Regions from separate parts of the Rattus norvegicus genome. Here region 2 is linked to region 1. The links are chromatin contacts, called in public Hi-C maps. All regions are on one chromosome and are shown on one strand. Each heading gives the region's core, a stretch centred on a gene start, on an enhancer-like site or on the middle of the called end of the contact. The rest is flanking DNA. Distances are from core to core; before and after follow the strand shown. Region 1 overlaps Zeb2 (zinc finger E-box binding homeobox 2). Region 2 has its middle 600 kb from the start of Elobl8.

The links. Hi-C and Micro-C count contacts between places; a contact is called where the count stands out from the background.
Region 2: a contact with region 1 is called in a Hi-C map of psoas muscle, with 5 times the contacts expected there. The contact joins two enhancer-like sites.

What each region holds. Positions count from the first base shown.
Region 1 is chr3:49,640,524-49,644,734 of GRCr8, forward strand. It overlaps Zeb2 (zinc finger E-box binding homeobox 2), which reads right to left. Exons shown (of 10, transcript NM_001033701.2): 5 at 2,761-2,949; 6 at 1,849-2,063. Among named protein-coding and RNA genes, the nearest start is that of Gtdc1, 72 kb to the left of the region's middle. Within about 2 kb of position 2,183, at least 5 of the 93 cell types and tissues checked have an H3K27ac peak or open chromatin away from gene starts, as enhancers often do.
Region 2 is chr3:51,059,154-51,063,364 of GRCr8, forward strand. No RefSeq gene overlaps it. Among named protein-coding and RNA genes, the nearest start is that of Elobl8, 600 kb to the right of the region's middle. Within about 2 kb of position 2,103, at least 14 of the 93 cell types and tissues checked have an H3K27ac peak or open chromatin away from gene starts, as enhancers often do.

The sequences.
Region 1 (4,211 bases), core at 933-3,432:
TAGGCTGCACAGGTACAGTCAAACACGGCTGACCTTTTTGAACAAGGGGGGGAAAAGCAGTGTGACTTGGAATTCTAGGGGGAAAAAAAATACAGTCATCCACTCTGTATGCTCAAGGTAAGAGGCCAGCCTTTTTTTCTGCAGCAGTGACACAAAAGCCTTTTGCAAAAAAAAAAAAAAAAAAAAAAAAAAAAAAAAAAAAAGACAGGAACGGTGTGACAACTGCTAGGGTGTGCTGAATCTTCCCACATTCCTAGTGAGACAGATGGTGTTACAGGGGACACAGGGAGGTTTGTTCAAACAGCAGCAACCTTCAAAGATCAAGCGGAGCCCAGCCCGCCGAGCGCCATTGAGGGACCGGTGCTCATATGTTGCCGAGTTGCATAAACAAACAGCAGCAGCTGTTTTGTCCCCCCACAGCCCTCAGAGGACGGCTGTAAACTTTAGTTGTGCCACTGTTAATATGATACAATCATTTTAATTTACTAATTGTAAATGCCATGAGCAAATGAGCGGACTTTTCAACACCAAAGCTACCATTCATAATGCGCCAACACAGTCACACTTCTTCTGCATGTGAAATTTAAAGCAGTTATACCAGATAAATATCTAGGCATTCTTTTCCTAGAGTGGTTTTGTGTGTGTGTGTGTGTGTGTGTGTGTGTGTGTGTGTGCACAGAAGCGTGAGAAGGTAAACTGTTACAAAAGTGTAACTGCACAAGTGTATTACTTATAGCTGATCTCTGGAAAACATTCCAGGAACAAGTCCAATCGGAAACAAATGGTGTGATAATGTGATATAGTGCCTTAAATAGCATAAAAAAATTTGTAACACAGTATTTCCATTCTTGCTTAATTGGGTTTGTGTCTTCTTTTCCTTATTCAAAGACAATAAAGCCTATGAGGACAAATCGGAGTTTTATAGAGAAGGCCATATTTAACCACTTAAAAAGTATATGATATCAAAGTTCATTTAGGGCAATTCTGTATCTGTAGGCCCAGTTATTGTGACTTATGAAGCATCATTACTGTGACCACCCAACACATCATAATATCAATTTGCACAGTCAATTCTCCCAGGAGGACAGAAAGAGCAGTTTTGCTGAAACATTTAAGAGATGCTGTGAATCAAGCCTACTCAGTCATTTCAAGGATTTAAGACACCATCCTTACCTTTCCAAGACAGAGTTCTTATCTTTAAAACAAGTAAGCTAAAAGAGGCAGAACAATTTTGGCATTTAACTACAAGCATGTATACTGAGGTGAAATTATTTTAATTATAACCACATTTTTTTATCATTTAACACTTTTCCAATTTATTATGTATATATGCATATAACCTATATGGCCTTTTTATCTTCCTAAAAACATATTTCACAAATTGGTAAGCTTGTCAAGTATTCTAAGTAACTTCAAAGTGTTTCCTGACAAATGAAAGAAATACGCACTCCTTTTACTATGCGTTAGGTCCTATATGAAAAGAATGCCTATGCAAAACTAGGTGAAAAATGGAATTAAAATTGCTGAGATGTTTAATAATGTATAATTAAAATGCTACAATTTCATTCACTTTTTGTGGAACATAAAAATGAAACTAAAGTCAAGTTAAAGTGCAAATAAAATTTCTAAATTAGAAATTAACACACTCATTCGATCGTGAACATAAGACTATTAAATCATATTAGAAGAGACCATCAAAAAATCATTTAGACCTCAATTAAAGCTATTACCATTAAAAGATCTGCATCTTCAAAATGCCATGAAAAATTAATAATGATTGCCAATCAAAGCAATATCGTTTCTCTAAGGGGTTATTATAGAAAGAAATCACTTAGAACCAACCCCCACCTGATCTGTCCCTGGCTTGTGCGTCACCATATGCCTTTCGAGCTGGGTGCGGTAGGCGAACGTGTAGCTACAAAGAGGGCAGGAAAAGTTCTCTTCATTCTTCTCGTGGCGGTACTTGATGTGCTCCTTCAGCGATGTCAAGCGCTTGTAGCCGCGGTCGCAGTAGGGGCAGGTCAGCAGTTGGGCAAAAGCATCTGGAGTTCCAGGTGGCAGGTCTGTAGCCGAGAGGCGAGAGGGAGAGGAGCGGGCCAAAAGGTCAGTAAATCAATGGCAGCTAATGGGCTGGCTGCCCGGGCTGCTATGACAGGAATCGCTGCAATCTGCTCCAGGACAGCGCCATCATTGCGTGCCCGGCCTCCTCACAACCAGGCCCCTTGAACACCCAGGGCAGGCTTGTCCGAATCAGCTCACACTGCGTTGGAAAATTAATTAATTACTTGAGCTTATTTGTGGGGAGGGGGGATTTAAACAGCTGATAAATGAAGAAATTCCCTTCGGGTGACTGACAGTCCCTCTGAACCCTAGACTCACATGTAACTCAGGAATTTACAGGAGAGAAGATTTTTCAGGTGTCAGAGAACAAAAGGTGAGGGTTGGTGATCTTAAGTTTTTTTTCTTTTTCCTCAAAAGTAAAATATCTCTGAAAGATAGGAATACATTTAGATATTTTTATCTCTTAGAAATGGGCTGTAATTGTTCTTCTTCTGTATTGGATGTACAAATGACACAAATTTGCTGACAAAAAAAATTTCACAATACCCTAAAATTACAGTTCTAATCTTTGCTCATGAAATTCCATGCTTCTGCAGCTGTTCTTCAAATTTTAAGGTAAACACCCAGGCATGTAGTGCATTTGTAATTGTAACAGCTGCAGAGGTCAGTATCGTGGCTAAAAATGAATTACAGCCTTACCATTTTCTTCTTGCCCATTGGCCTCTGGCGTGCCAAGGCGAGACAGCTCCTCAGGGGCTTCTGGGTAAATAATGGCCGTGTCGCTTCGCTGAAGGTACTCTTCAATGCTGACTGCGTGGCCATCTCTTTCCTCCAGTTTTCTTTTGGCAAAGTATTCCTCAAAGTCTGATGTGCAATTTGCATTCTTAACTGAAATCATAAGCAGAAAAGAAACGTCTTTTCAGGGCCTCTTTCCTGGGTGACCAAGTCCTCTAGATCACTGTTAGTAACAAAGGTCGGCTTGTTACTAGTAAAACTTAAGGTAACTCACTTGTCAGAAGGGAAGATGACCAAATACTGATTAAATGCTTACTTTTATAACACACACAAAAGAGCTGACTTTGTTTAAGCGGGCAGATTTGTTTTTAGAATGTTCATCTGTATAATTAACATACAAATGAAAGAAAATTTAAAATGTATTTATTAACAATTTTTAAAAGTGAACTAAAAAAAAAGTAATCTCTGAACGTGACCTAACATACACTTGCAGATACTTTCGTGGACTACATGCAACTTCCGTTTGTCTTTAAAAAAAAAGTAAATTTAGCTCTCAGTGACAGGGAAACCTTGACAATCTACTCTGAGGAGGTCAGCAGATAGTGTAGCCTCTCCTGCCCTTCCATAAGCCCTTGAATAAAGGGCTCACGCAAGAAAAGGAAATTTAATTTTCTTAAGGTATAGGAAACTTCACATTCCTTCAGATGCATCTGCTGCTAAGTAAAAGCTGTCTTTGAACAGTTAGTCAAGTCTAGGGATTTCCGAGACAGGTGTGAATGGAGAGACAGCCCTACAAAGGCAACAGTGTGACGTTGCTAGAAACTCACAGAATGAAGCATTCTCTCTCACCCTGACCTTGATCAGCATCATATAGTTAAAAGGAATTAGAATTAAGTTCACAGCTGATAAAAAATAAAATTTAAAAAAAGTAAGGGAGTCCCACTGATAAAACTGCAGCAGGATTTCTATATGATTTTAGCTTCTTAAGTTATGATTATTTTTCTATGAAACAACTGTTGTGAACCAATTTCAACAATTTGTGTCGCAAGACACAGTACACTTAAAGTCTCTAGATACATCTCTGAAATTAGTGATGGCTTACATATCCCAAATAAAAGCTTACACATAACACAGGGCCGGAAGAGCAACTGTTAGTTATTCTTAATGGGTGCTGGTGCTTTTTGCACTAGCACAATGCATGGCAGACTCATGGTACCATAGTCTGAAAGCCGTTCCCTCTGACTCCACTAGATCTCCACCATATTGTCTTTGCTACAAGAAGCATACAGGGCTCCTTATGGGAAGCATCCTTGGCAAGTTGTGATGTGACAATGTTCGAGCAGGTTAGTAGGTTAGTTAATTTTCTTTTCTTTTTTTTTTTCCCCTTTGGTTCACATTATTATAAACTTGTGGAT
Region 2 (4,211 bases), core at 853-3,352, 1.4 Mb after region 1:
CTATGTCAAGATAGATGTAGGTTACAGGCTGCAGCTCTCTCCTGATCAATACTCTGTTTGTCTTTATTCTCCTTACACACATTGAAACTTAGAAACAAGTCTGACCTAAACATTACAGAAGTTTCCTTAGTGAGTCTTGCTTTCATGAGTCATCTGCAGACGAGTTTCTTCTCCTCATCCACCTTTAGATTATAACTACTCTTGGTTATGATCAAAATACCTTTACCTTTTCTTGTGAATTCCCCTAACAATTTCTGACAACTATTTGTATCGTGTGTGCAAACAGAAGAAACATAAACGAACACCGTGCTTATTTTTAATGATGAAAGGTCAGTGCTTCACCTCAGCCACCCACATGCACCGTACCAAGCAGTGCATCCCTTGGATGGAGGTTTTTTTTAGCTACTTGAAATTGAATTATTTTTAAAACTTATGCATCAAAATTTAAATTAGATGAATCTGACATCTGGCCCATTTTATAAAGCACTGAAGCAGAGCTGGGAACTTAGTATTCCAAAAACCTGTCTTTGATTTTTATGAAGACTTTTGCGTCAGCCATTTAAACCTTGCTTAGTCGAGCATCCCTCCAAAGGCCACCTCTGAAGGACTCACTTTTACAGGGAGTTTTTGGAGAGAAGAGTGAGATCACATTGAATTCCTCACTGTGGGCAAGTGTCTAAGTGCCTCATATCCTGAATATTTAAAAGTACCAATTTATTAAACCACTTATTCCGCACATGGGACAGGATTCAAATTGTCACAGAATTAAAGCAATTATTTCAGAAATTCTGTAAGGCTGTGAGTTCTAACTTCTATGCCCTGGAAATCGAGTCAGCCCTGTAATCATTACAAGTGTCTGGGTCTCACCTTAAGTTAAGGAGAAATAGCATTACAATGAGGAGAAATGCCCCATTTATGTGTAAAGGGCTTAGATTCATAAAATCTAAGGTTGACGTGGAATGATTCCTTATGCTTTTATTTTGAAATTTGATTGTATGGGGACATGTTCCTCTGCATGTACTTGGGTATTAAGGGGTGCATAAGCATGTAAGCAAAAGATAACTCCTAATCTCAGCTGTCCCCTCAGTCCTTCCATCTCTTAGCTTTGAGGAGGGGTCTCTGATTGAACCCACGACCCACTGATCCTGCTACAGCAAAGCCTGAGGAATCTCTCTCTGATCTCTTCCGGGTCACTGGTATTATAGGTGTGTATACTGCTGAGCTTACCTTCTTAAATGGACACTAGGGATCTAAACCCAAACCACTCTGCTTACGCAGCAGTCACTTTACAGCCAGAGCCGTCTTCTCGCCTTCTCATTCCCTAGACTAAGTACTTCTCATAGGATGATTTTGTAGGCACAAAGAAATAGCCTGAACAAACCAATTTCTTGCTAGCGAGGCTGCTTTCACCCCCACTTTGACCTCTAACCACACACTCTGTCCTGATGGCAATGATAATTTTAAAAACTGGGAATTATAAAATCTTTCTTGCAATGCTTTTCCTATTGCAATTGATAAAGCAACCGGGGCACATTCCAACAGAAAGTTCCTTCTTCTCTGCTTAAATAAATGGCTGTGGATCTGACAAGGACTGGGCAGTCCAGTCAAGTCACGTAGGATGCAGTAAGCAGGTTTGACTTGACACTACCTTCTTCCTCGTTTCGGTTTTCTGTTCACCCAGTATTTGTCCATTAGCACTGGAACTTGACTTTCCACCTTCTAGCAGTTTTTTTATGCTATGTTTTTAAAAGTAGAAGCTCTCATTAATTCACAACCACTAGAAGTAGGAGAAGGCTTCTCCAGCAGATCTGCAGTGAGCAAGTGCTCTCAGTAAGTAAGCGGGCCTTCAGATAATAACGAGCAGGAAGTAATGCTTTTCAGCAGCCCAGGTTTCCGAAGCATGAGAAAGCCCACACTAACACTCCCTTACACTTAGAACAAGCAAGCCATTCTCGGGAGCTGCTCTTTTGTGTTTTTGAACGCCACCTGTTGAAAATAAAGACCTCGTGACATTTGAAAGTTCAGCTCATCCTGATTTAACTGTACACAGCAGTCTGACTGCACAGTGCTTAGCAATTACTTTTATTATTTACTCCACCCAATGACCACATGATGTCAGAAACTTCTTCATCTTTTTCCTGTCTCTATTGCTCTCTGATTCTCATAATCTATTTCTGCTCCTGTCTTTCTCAAACACAGAAACACACACACACACACACACACACACACACACACACGCACGCACGCATGCACGCGCGCGCGCGCACGCGCACACACGCACACATAAGCAAAACATCTTAGCCAAACTTTACAGGCACTAAAGAATGTCCCACGCAGCACAAATAGCAAGTATTTTAAAAGGACAGATAGCATTGCTGTAACAAACACAAGCACCAGAGACCTGAAGAAGTACATGTTTCTCTAATTAGAGATTTGGTTTGGAAACCTCCACTTACACAGGGAGTCGGGAGGCTTTTTCTCCTGGCTCTGAGGCTCATAGTTACTCTTGGAACCTTTGCCAACCCCCATTTCTTCACTGGTTAAAATGAGGCAACTGGATGGCTTCCATGGTGTCCACTGGGGATATCATTGCACAGTTTTGTTTTCTTCCAAGAGTGCATGGAAGGAAGGAAAGTGACAGAGCAGTAAGGAGACATAATTTGCTTGTCCCTAAATGTGGTGTCCTTCCTGTAGCTCACACTCTTTGGAGTTGAGCCTCAGAGGGAGTGGCTGGATGCATATTTCTGTAAATCCTGCTTCTTGTACTTCAGACCCAGGGCTTACGGAAAAGTTAACTTTGTTAAAGTTTTTTTTTAAGTTCTTCAAGATTGATTTCTTCCTGTTATTGTTGGATATTTGCTTTCTCTGGTCATTTGGTAAATAAATCGCTCTGAAGGGGAAATAAACAGTGTTTTGTTTTTGTGCGACAGGGTTTATGTGTTAAGTTGCAGCCACAGCATGTACTAACAGCTTCAGTGGGTTGTGGGGACCAGGAATTCTTGACAGGGCAGGGCAGGGCAGGATGTCTTTTTCTATTGCTCCTGAGTCATGGAGGACAAATGCCATTTCAAGAGCTTTGTACTGCTGATTTCACTCAAGTTAACAGAGGCTCTTAAACACTTCCCTAATCTGAGCACGAAAGCGGTTTCAGGCTGTGTGAAATATTCCAAAACATTCTGATTAAATGCTAAAGGTGGATGTACTCTGCACCTCCCAAGTTTACACAGTTTATTTAAACCACAGAAAGACAAAGAGATTCTGAGACGGAGCGGAGCCCTTGACACACACCCTGTGCCTGTCTCACAGACAGTTTACCAAGTATGTGTCCTATGCCTGAGATCCTCTGTCTTTGCTGCCATAACCTGTGTGTTTGAAAAGGCAGGCCTTACACATAGCATGCTCCCTTGTAGACACAGGGAGAAGATTGTGTTTCGATTCCAAAGGGTTAATCCCAAGGCGAATTCTTTGCGTGTGTAATTCAATACTTCATAACTGCTGAAAATTGGAGTCCACATAATTTATTTTCTTTGGTCGGGCACATTTGCCTCATGCTTGGCCGAGGCTGACTTCAGAGAGACACACCTAAAACTCTCAAGGGTCCCACGTGGCCCATGTCAGTTGTACAGAGAGATTGTGGTACTTGGATGGAGCCCAAGGATTAGGTGTTCCTGAGAAGGTTTTTTTGGCTCTACAAAGCCTCAGGATGTCATGGGAATGGGCTGCACTCCCTTTTCCCCCGCGAAGGCCACATATCAACTGGGTATCTAGCCACTCGGAGACAGGCTTTACACAAAGGTATACATTAAAATAAATAGAACATGCAACCAGAAAGAAGCAAAAGAGGCTGCAGTTGCAAAGTGGAGACAGGAAACAATTGCTTCATTGTTGAGGCAGGGATCTTAGAAATGCAGAGTGCAGCTCCATCTACAGGACTGTTTGAAAAGTTGGAGCTTTTCACTTAAACTGCAGGACAAGTTTACACACTGGTTTTAGTCCCCTGTGCTTTGCAGGGGCTTCATGTAAGTCATAAAACTTCTATTTTCTCTCTCTCTCTCTCTCTCTCTCTCTCTCTCTCTCTCTCTCTCTTTCCTTCCTTTCTTTCTTTTCTTCTTCTTCTTCTTCTTCTTCTTCTTCTTCTTCTTCTTCTTCTTCTTCTTCTTCTTCTTCTTCTTCTTCTTCTTCTTCTCCTTCTCCTTCTCCTTCTCCTTCTC